Regions from separate parts of the Danio rerio genome. Here region 1 is linked to region 2. The links are chromatin contacts, called in public HiCAR-type maps. All regions are on one chromosome and are shown on one strand. Each heading gives the region's core, a stretch centred on a gene start, on an enhancer-like site or on the middle of the called end of the contact. The rest is flanking DNA. Distances are from core to core; before and after follow the strand shown. Region 1 overlaps fryl (furry homolog, like). Region 2 holds the start of ociad1 (OCIA domain containing 1).

What was found. HiCAR-type assays count read pairs that join an accessible place to other places.
Region 1: a contact with region 2 is called in a HiCAR-type map of caudal fin, with 4 times the contacts expected there. The contact joins the enhancer-like site here to the promoter of ociad1 in region 2. A contact is called at or near these places in 10 of 18 Hi-C or Micro-C datasets (caudal fin, embryo, gastrula embryo and 3 more) and 4 of 4 datasets of contacts at active chromatin or transcription factors (caudal fin, embryo, gastrula embryo and 1 more).

Annotation. Positions count from the first base shown.
Region 1 is chr20:25,958,706-25,963,968 of GRCz12tu, reverse strand. fryl (furry homolog, like) reads right to left here. Exons shown (of 60, transcript NM_001159667.1): 12 at 1,942-2,045; 13 at 1,686-1,794; 14 at 1,455-1,541; 15 at 1-149. Among named protein-coding and RNA genes, the nearest start is that of fryl, 44 kb to the right of the region's middle. Within about 2 kb of position 2,533, at least 2 of the 62 cell types and tissues checked have an H3K27ac peak or open chromatin away from gene starts, as enhancers often do. A contact at or near this core is called in caudal fin, where this site is marked.
Region 2 is chr20:25,851,453-25,856,759 of GRCz12tu, reverse strand. It overlaps ociad1 (OCIA domain containing 1), which reads left to right and starts at 2,395. Exons shown (of 8, transcript NM_200302.2): 1 at 2,395-2,546; 2 at 2,693-2,777; 3 at 2,891-2,944; 4 at 5,244-5,291. The coding sequence starts at 2,487. It also overlaps a transcript of fryl not described here.

The DNA of each region.
Region 1 (5,263 bases), core at 1,284-3,783, 110 kb before region 2:
GTCAGGGTGGTGTTGAGGAAGATCTTTTTGACCCGCAGTGTGTTGCCTGAGGGCAAGATGACGCCTGTAGTGGGCATAGGTGGTTCGCCATCTTTCTGTTGCAGGCTGTCAGCTATCACCAGAAAGGCCCGCAGACCAATATTCATCCTCTGAGAGAGAAAGACAGAGAGAGTGATAATTAGCTGTGATGTTCATCTTTTTATGAATAACAATCATTCTATAACAGTTAATGTAATCATACAAAACAAATCTCACAATATATATATATTTTTTTCTTTATGAATTTATTTCTAATGAAAACACATGAAATGTTTAACAGCCATATTAAAGTGTTACTAAAGTAACACTAAGTAACAATGAATAGTACAATAGAACTATTATGCTGTGTTCACACCAGACGAGGCATGCGCGAATAAATCGCGCTATTCATGTGTTAATAGACGCGTCAACATTTTGAGTTGACTTGATTTATTCACGTGTGCCTTTATCTTCAAATTCGATTTCCATTCACATGTCAAATTCGCTTTATTCGCACGTCAAATTCAATTTGCTTCATTTGTGCATCAAATTCGCTTCATTCACGCGTAAAATTCAATTGGCTTCATTTGAGTGTCAAACTCGCTTTATTTGTGAGTAAAAAGAAATTTGCTTTATTCACGTGTAAAATTAAATTTGCGCGTAAAATTCAATTAGCTTCATTCAAGCATCAAATTTGATTAATTCGCGCATCAAATTCGCTTCATTTGTGCGTCAAATTCACTTCACAAAAGACACAGATTTGCGTCATGGGCAGGGCTTCATTTGTGCGTCAAATTCACTTCACAAAAGACACAGATTTGCGTCATGGGCAGGGCTTCATTTGTGCGTCAAATTCACTTCACAAAAGACACAGATTTGCGTCATGGGCAGGGCTTCTGTCTGCCCGCCGACTCTAGCTTCGTTTCTCATTCGAGTGTCAAATTCGCTTCATTCGTGCAGCAAGTTTGCTTCAAATTCGATTTCGATTTATGCGTCAAATTTGTTTTAACCACGAATCAAATTCGCTTTGATTCCTCCAGTGCATCAAATTTACTTTATTCGCACGTCAAATTCGCTTAATTCGTGTATGAAATTCGCTTCATTCATGTAATAAATTTAATTAATTCACGCATCAAATTCACTTTACAATAAAAACGGATATGAGTCATGGGCAGGGTTTCGTGCCGCAGGATGTCTATTCAAGTCTTTGCATTGACTTAACATGTAAATTACTCGCGTTTGACGCTTCAGCCACATCGGATGTGAACGACATTAGAATGGAACTATTTTAAACAGCCATGAATTGTTTTAAAAAAAAAAGGTATAGTTTAAAAAGTTATACTTATTTGGTAAATTTCTACAATTTTATAATAACATTTAATAATGATTTTGTAAAATCCTAATAAAAAAATTGCATAGTGTATGTCTTTACACACCTCTGGATTTATGGTGAAGGTCTTGTGAGACTTGCCCACACACAGCAGGTCATAGATGATCTCTTTCATGGCAAAGTCAAGCCTTTCCTTTATAAAGGAAATAAAACACCACAAAATGTCACTTATAAAATCCCAAAACAAAGTCGATACACACAAAGGAAGGAAAAGGCACATCGAAACATAATAAAGGGCTGAAACTGAACCTATAATATATTCTGAATGGACTTTTACCTGAGCGATAAACTGAATGATCTTAACAAAGATGTTAAGAGGTGTGTCCCTGGGCACCACACTGCGAGAGCCCTTCGGGAAAAGTGCTGTTACAATACTGAGGAGCCGACTGTAAAGGAAAAAAAGAGATAATATGAAATATTACCTGCATACAAACAAGAGCTGTCTCTCTCAAATAATGGCATGTTCGTAGTTAAGTGTTTTCCTCTATTCTTAGTGTATGAGCATTTAGGTTTTCTGTAGGGTTGCGTCTTACCTCTGTGTAGTTGTGTTACTCTCACACTTGATCCTGATGATGTAAACCCAAAGCAGCCTGTACAGAGACTCCAGTGCTACACGAGACATTTTGGGGTCTTTGTTCTAGAAAAAGTGAAGAAATAAAACTCTAAGACAACAAGAAGTCATGACATGAGCTATAGACTCAAAACCAGTGACGTCAAGTAGCCCTAGTGATGTAGCCAGCAAAAACTCTATCCCAAACAAGCAATAACAAATGAACCCTTTGCCACCTTCATTCATAAACAGCTGCTGCTTCATCATGACTGGAGATCAATAGTTCTTGCTGCTTACGATGAGTTAATGAGGAATATGACGCAACGGACTCCATTTATAGGCCAATAAGTGCCGTAATTTCTGCTTTAACTGCATTGATGCACAGAGAGATGACTCATAAATCGGCTGTTCAGCAGAAGCAATGGATGATGAAAGAGGGATTCATAAAAACTCTGCTAATGAATCTGCGATTAACACATCATGGCGCGTCCAAATCGAGTCACTGACTAAGCAATTGTCTCTCTCACACACGCACAGCTAATCAGACTGCAGAAGAGAATAAGCAGGGTGTAATGATCTACACTGACTACAGGGGGCGATATAAGTGCATGTTTTGCAGCAGCATAAGGACAGTGTCACTATAATTGAGGATCTCTAGTGTTTTTTAGCAAGAGATGCCAAGTCTGTATGCAATTATCTGGATTTTTTCCTCCTCTCTCGCCTAATGGGGAACATTTAAAATATTTATCTAGGTAAATTAAATGTTAAACAAACCACTGCAAATGCACTCCAAATGCAAACTCCTCCAACCTCTACAACAGTATCAAGGCCATAAAAAAGTAAATATTTGATGATTTTCCTAATTATTTCAATAAGCACAATCCAATTCGATTGCCGTTTTGCCCTAATATTAAAGTTTAGGTTACAATATTAACCTTGGCATAAAATAAATACGTATGTTTTCATTTTGCTTTGAATGCCAGTGAGTGCGTTTTGTCCAAAACTGATGCCGACTCTGATAAAACAAGCCTAAGACAGTGATCACTGATATGATAAAGTCCACATCTCCATAAATTACTAAACGTTTCCTCTATGGACAGGACAAAAGAGCCAGCAGTCTCAGGAAACCCATGTGGAATACAGGTCAGTCACATGACCTCTCAGGGGCGGGACTGTAACCATGGAACCATGGAAACTCACCTGCAGGGTCTCAATCTGCTTACGGATGCTGTTGTTTGACGGCATCTGGAGCCAATAAACGTGCAGGGGGGGAACAAAAAAGATGACAAAGGATAGGGGGTGATGGTGGGGAAGACATGCAGGTTAGATAAAGAACAAGAGACAAACTTAAGAACAAAACAAAAAGCTTTGTGCTACAACAACAGCAAAAACAAAACATGCAAAACAAGGTGCAGGGTTGCTTGGGATGTAATACTTCAGTGTCAGATTCTCTACAGAATCAGCACAAGTATTTCAAAGTGTATCTATTCTTTAACTATGGAATGAAAATAATATAATATATAATAATAATATTTGATTAAAAATTTTATTTTATATATTATTAAAGTTTTTTAGCTGTTTATATTATTAAATGGGTGATGTGCTGATGAAGATGTTTCAGATGGGTGAGAAGACAAAAAGCAGGATTAAAATAATAAACCATCAAACAATAATAAACAAAAACACATCAAAATAAAACAAATAGTAAAAAAGAAAGATATAATAATAAAGATTTTAAAGAGTCCCTATTATGTGTTAATGTGTTATTATTTGAAAATTACCTTCCATGCAGTGTGTAACAAAGCTCTAATAGAAGAAGTGAAATATCCAGCTAAGGCTTAAATCTGAAAGTGCGCCGTGTTAAAAACTATTGATTCATCTATAAAAGAGTTGACTCATAGGGGTTCAAATGAATCGCTGCTGTAACGAGTCTTTAGCCATGTCGTCGTGACGTCGATACAGAACTCAAGCCCCACCCATTTGTTGTACGCGCAGACCCAGGAAAATTTAAACCCCCGGCTAGGGTTGTAACAATATACCGGTATGACGGTTTCCCACGATTTGAACGTGCACGATTATCATACCATGAACAATTGCATATCAACGGTTTTAACCCTTAAAGACCGAGACAGCCGCCCGCGGCTAAAAATAAGTATTGCTCTTAAATGTTTAATAACTTTTGATCCGCTGATCCGATTCATACAATTCAAAGATTGGCATAAAGAAGAGAATCTCAGCTTTCAAGTGCTGTATCACATAACATTCGCGGACTTTCAGAGGCTCCGGCATCAGTGCGGTTACGTCATCAACATTTGACAACGCTGATTTGACAAAGAAACGCTCGTCACTGTGTCTCCGGACAAATCAGACATGATACATTGATGCATTGTCCCTCCTCCATGCCCAGATTGGTTCAAACTCGCTATATCACAACCAATAAGCATAGGTTTCGCTTTTGTTTGTGGACCAAGCTTTTTGAACAACACGGAATGAGAGATAGGAATACATTTATGCGCGGCTGAATAAAACGCAAAAAAAAAAGTTTTGCATGAAATAATTCTCATACTAAGTACTTTTGCATGCACAGCAGCACAGAAACATGACAAAACAGTGACACAGCAAAGACGAACTGCTGCTCTTGCTGTTTTCAAAAGACGCAAATGAAGATGCAGCTGTTTGTCTGCATTGCAGACAACCATATCCATATCCATATCCACAGACAACCATATCCATGCTGGCACATAAAACCTAAGGATGTTCCATATTGAATCTAGTTTCGTTATGTAACTATTTATAGTATAGTAACTATTTATATCTATTTTTTACTGAGGATTTGCACCATGTTTATTTGGACTTTATTTGGACTTTGACACATTATTTATTATTTTCTTATTTTTATTTGTTCATTGTAAGTGGTGTTGTTTATAGTAACTAAAAATATATTATTTGGAAAAAGTCAAATTTGCTTCACTGTTCTATTATTTTGTAACATTTGTAACATACCGTATACCGCGAAACCGATGATTATCATACCGTGAAAAATTCATACCGTTACAACCCTACCCCCGGCCCTGTCCACGAACACTGTAGAAAGAAAAAGGAAGAAATAACAAAACGGGAGGGTGGCGGGAGATGGATCAGAAATACGGAAGACTTCTGGGAAAAATTGTTTGGCAGGAAAAATCACACATACACTCTGCCTTCTTCAAAATGATTGATCAGCCATGGTGAGCATTTCTATCTGTCTCATGCTTAATGCAGTTGACCAATCACAACACACTGGATCATGTGACCAATCAGCGCAG
Region 2 (5,307 bases), core at 1,146-3,645:
AACCTTGAAACCGATTCCACAGTATGGAAACAAAACTGTTTAATCTATTATCATAAGATTTTACAGCAGGCCAGCTTTTACACAATACTGACAAGAAATAAAAAGAAAAACTATCACTCAATACTTCTTATTGATTTGTTTCTGATTCTTCACTTAAAATTACATTTACACAAGTCTTTCAGATATTGTTTACTTGTGTTATTGCATGCACTGCATTTAAAATATATATACTAAATTTAAAAGCAAAAATTTCAAGAATGTAACACCTATGCTAAAACAATCCCATGCAGCAGTCTTCCCCCCTGAACACCACTACTGTTCACAAGAGAAACACTACTGTCTTGACACTCAAAGCGGTAAGCAGGAAGAGTTTACACTTCAAGATCAGGAGTGTGAACTCTTCTCTGCTCCCTGCTGAATAGGCAGCCCTCTCTCACCAAATGCTGAGACTCTCGAGTTGTTAACATAATTTATGACTCATGCACATGTTTGCATAGGACACCAATTAACATCAGTGAGCCTTTCATCTGACAGATTTTATTAGATGGACAAGATAAGTTTGTCTAAAATGAAACAAAGCCATGTCTGCAGATTAATAACTCAACACTAACGGCTGCTCTGGTTTTACTGCATTTGTTTACATTATCTCTTAAGGAAATAAAAGAGAAAGTAAACTAACAGATTGATAATCTGGTGGTTTCAAACAAGAGGAGAGTTGTTAATGAACACGACTTGGTGGCTTTAAAACCCAGCCTAGTTACATCCTGTAACTAAAACCGCAGATCTTTACTATATAACTTATTCCTCCACTAAACATGTAACTATAACTCTATTCTAAAGAGTTTTCATAACGTCACATGCTTGCAAAAACACGGCTTCTCTCTATTTTCTGACAGGTTAAATGCAGTTTTGGCTCGCAAAAACTTACACTATGGTTTGTGCATTTAAACTATTGTTTCGTGTGGCCTATTTAACTCACGAATGGCACTAATGGTGTCTAGAAAGGCTGTCTAAGTAGACTGCTAACTATGTTTCGTGACACAACCACTGACTGTACTCATCTTCGCTTCAAATGCAGGTCAACATAACATAACTTGTCTACCAACTGATAATATCCTGCGAGGGGAAGTGCATGTGATACGACAACCGATGAGAGTTAAACAATAAGTTTACTCTCCCTGCCCAACGTTAGACGTCGGATATTTGAGGTTAGTCAAACAGAATTCGGCCTTTCTTACCTTTTTTAGAGCAGCTGCGCTTTTCCTCGTCAGTTAGCCTGCTCACGCTAGCGCTGAAAACCCGATGTCTCTTCTCTCCAAAAGATGGCGAGACCAACTCCAGCTTTACAAAAACAACATTTTACATCCGTTGACCTCTAGTGTTCGATCTTGAAGCTGATCTTCTCGGTCTTTTTTCGCAAAACACCTAAAAACTCGACGAATGACAACGTGCCCACCTCCCTGTCCATCAGATTGGAGCAGCGCTGGCTAACGGCTTTGACAATCCGCTGTTCTGATAGGGGAGTTGCTGTGTCAAGATTGCGGATCCAAGCCCCGCCCCTCGCATTCACACGCTTAACAAACGGACCGTTGTATTGGCGGATTGGGACGTCAATCAACGCACACTACTGCTGGATAGGTTGAAGGACAAGACTCCCTCGGTTTGTCATACGCGTTCGTAAGCAGCATAGACCTGATAAAATCAATCTTTTTTTAGTTCAGACCCGTTTACTGTTCGTTGTTTATGAGATTAGTTATTCTCTGTAAAGTCGGTCGATAGAAGTAATTAAATGCTATTGACATACAAATGAAAGCGATTAATAACGTACTTATACTGACACTTTAGTGTCAGTTATGATTCTATTAAGTTAAATGTAGTTTCTCTGTTCAGACTAAAGTATTTATATTGTCTAAGATGAGCATAACCATTATTTATTGCTGTAAATGGGTTATTAGTTTTAGTCTTACACATTTTCACGTGTTTGGACGCTTTTTGCCCCTTAAATAAATAAACATGAAATCACATAAAATGTTATGAATATTGTTATTTTAAAATCGCACGTTATTATTAGATGTGTATTACAAATGTTATTACAAGTCTACGTGTCGTATGAAAACAGTTCACATACAAATTTACTTATACATGTAAAGAAACTAAAAATGTATATTTAAATAATTTATTAAATTAAGAATCCGGGGAATTAAAATTAGTTTTTAATCGAAGTCGAATTTACAGTAAAGCATTCCTCATTACATAACTGTTTATACAGTAAACAAAAGCTCACAAGGCAAAACAATAAATCGAAAGAGACTTTTAATCTGTACTTCCGGCCTAACGCCTGCACTTCCGGGTTGGTCTGTTTTCCTAATAAGAGTCGACTGGAGGTCATGTCATAAAATGTGTCGTTGAACTTGTTGACTGGTAATCCGCGTAATCCCATGGCTACTGCAAAAACGTTGTTTTTGTAATTGCATCTAGGATTGGTCATGTCGCAAGCATCGTCTGGATTCACTCCGGCTGCCCAAGTCCAGCATGGGTCCAGTAAGGTAACGTTAGGCAGTAAATTCACCTGGCAGTGTTTGTAAACTAGAACTAAACTGCTCTGTCTCACGCAGAAGTACTCCAAAAAGCAGAGTGTGTCACTTAATCATCAATAGGTGTTCTTTAATTACTCATAATTTTGCCTCCTCAGGGTGCTTTTAATTCTGCTTATATTCCCACTGAAGAAGAGAAGCGTGTCTTCAGGGAGTGCAACTCAGAAAGCTTCTGGTACAGATGTGAGTAATGCTATCCAGTCATTAAATGTTGATTTTCTGCATTACGTTTTAGCCTTTGCTAGATACAGATGAGCGTTTCTGATTATGTGTTTGTGCTTTCTCATTGTCTTCAGCTTTACCATTTTCTGCAATAGCAGTCGGAATCACTCAGGTACTGGTAGCAAAAGGTATGTTCAAGTCCTATATTTCAGGTTTTTACGTCTGTTTCTCGTTCCTATTGTCATGGAAAACCTGGAATTATCAGTGAAGATTTAAAACAAAGGAAAACCTTGGAAGTTTCCATATAGAGAATATGATTATATAAATATAAATTTGTTAATTTTCTTGTCGGCTTAGTCCCTTTATTAATCTGTGGTCGCCATAGCTGAATGAATGGCCAACTTATCCAGCACATGTTTTTTGCAGTGGATAGATACCGTCCAGCTGCAACCCATCACTAGGAAACATCTATACACTCTCATTCACACACATGCACTACACACAGTTTAGCTTATCCAATTTACCTATACCACATGTCTTTGGACTGGGGGAAACTGGAGCATCTGGAGGAAACCCACACAAACACACACAAACATGCAAAATCCACACAGAAATGCCAGCTGACCCAGCGACCTTCTTGCTGTGAGGCGACAGTGATATCCACTGTGCCATAGTGCAGCCGCCTATATAGAGAATATTGTATTTCTAAAAATTCTGAGATATGCTTCTTTTTTTTTTTCTTTCTTTTTTTTTTTTAATGCGCTTAAAGTGTTCGAAAATGTATATTGTTAGATATACCTTTTGGAAAGTATATTTAGTCTCTCTTAAAATAATAATAAAGTAAAAAAAACATTTCACCCTGTTATTAATAATTACTATAAAGGTTATTGTTAATTCAGGGAAATTTAAGGGGTAGTTCACCCCAAACTGGAAAATTGTCATTGTTTATTCTCTGGGGTTCTCTGGCTAAACTATCACAGTACCAGTTATTATTAGTTTATTAGTTTATTTATTTATATAGCACATTTTTACAACACAACGTTGCCCAAAGTGCTGCACACAATCAATACTAAAAATAAAATCTACATCACATACATAGCAATTAAAACATAAGGCAAACCCCTCAACATTAAAAAGGGTAAAATACTAAAGAACAAAGTATGCATCGTTTGGTAAAAGAACAATACAAAATTTCCAATCCTATTATTATTATTAAGTAGGAAATTGTTTATTTATTTATTGTAAACGTCTACTTTTACAATGATGCATTCAAAAAACTGCAGAAATGTTCTAACCAACAGGCCAATGTCATATACTGTACAGATACATTTCCTAATAAATAACCTTCTATAAATTAAAGCATTAACGTATGCTATATATTTTTTTCACAAGCTTTAGAGACGTAACATAAATTCCACTTTTAAATAATAACTCACCTTTAGCTTTCTCACCTTTTTTTCGATGAGCCACAGCTGCGTTGGCATAAATGTTTTCAAAGTGCACTGCGAAGGGAACGTAATTGTCAATATGATGATCGCTAAATCTGAACTGTTAAAATAGTTTAAAAGCAAATTGCAGCTAAGAGTGATGCCTTTTAATGTTTTTTTAAATCATTCTAAGTTTAAATGTTAGAATGTTCTAAATGAATAGGGGATAGGATAGGTTAACTGGGAATCACACATAGGCAGGAACTATGCTTCTAACTACAGCTCGAGATGTGTAGTTGGAAAAGTGCAAGTTTGCGAATGTTTGTTGGAACTCTGGATTTGGAACACACCAAATCAAGGAACTATGGTTGTAACGACGGAACTTGCGACCTTAGTTGGCTAAGGATGGTTTTCAGAAATGCAACCCATGGACAGTCCACTTTTGTATAAACTTTATCGTTTTGCTTAACAGAAAGAAAGAATGTAAGCACCAAACAAATCTAGGGATCACTCACTCGAGGGTCCTGTGATCTCAATGAGAAATCCAAAAAATGTATACAGGACTGGAAAAATCAGGGCATGTTTAACCAATGACAGGATTTATTTTTTGAGCGACAATGATTATTATTAGGTAATTAAATGCAGTATGTATATATTTAATACGGTTTCCAATAAAAATAAAAGCAGTAAGATCAACCAATTATGCATACGCATTTCAATCATTTTAAAAACAAATGAAACCTTTTTTTAGGTTATTTTTCTGTCACTTTGTTAAAAGATCATTACTTGGTGCATTAAGAGACTGAAATTCTTATTAATTGAGCGATTCAGAAACATGATCCCTGCTTTATTTTATTTATTTAGAATTTATAATTTAGGCTTTTCACATATAAACGTTGATTAAAGCACATACACTGAGTGCATTAAATATGACAAACAGCAGCTCAAATGCTGTTTACTTGTGTTCATCATCTTATCAAAAGTTACATTTTTGGACAAACTAACCCTTTATTTAAAACAAAAGTAAAGAAATTCTCTTATTGTTATTATTTTTCCATAGGAATGCTTTCTCCATCTCCACGATTTGGTGCGCTTCCTAAAATTGCCTGTGAGTATAAAGAACA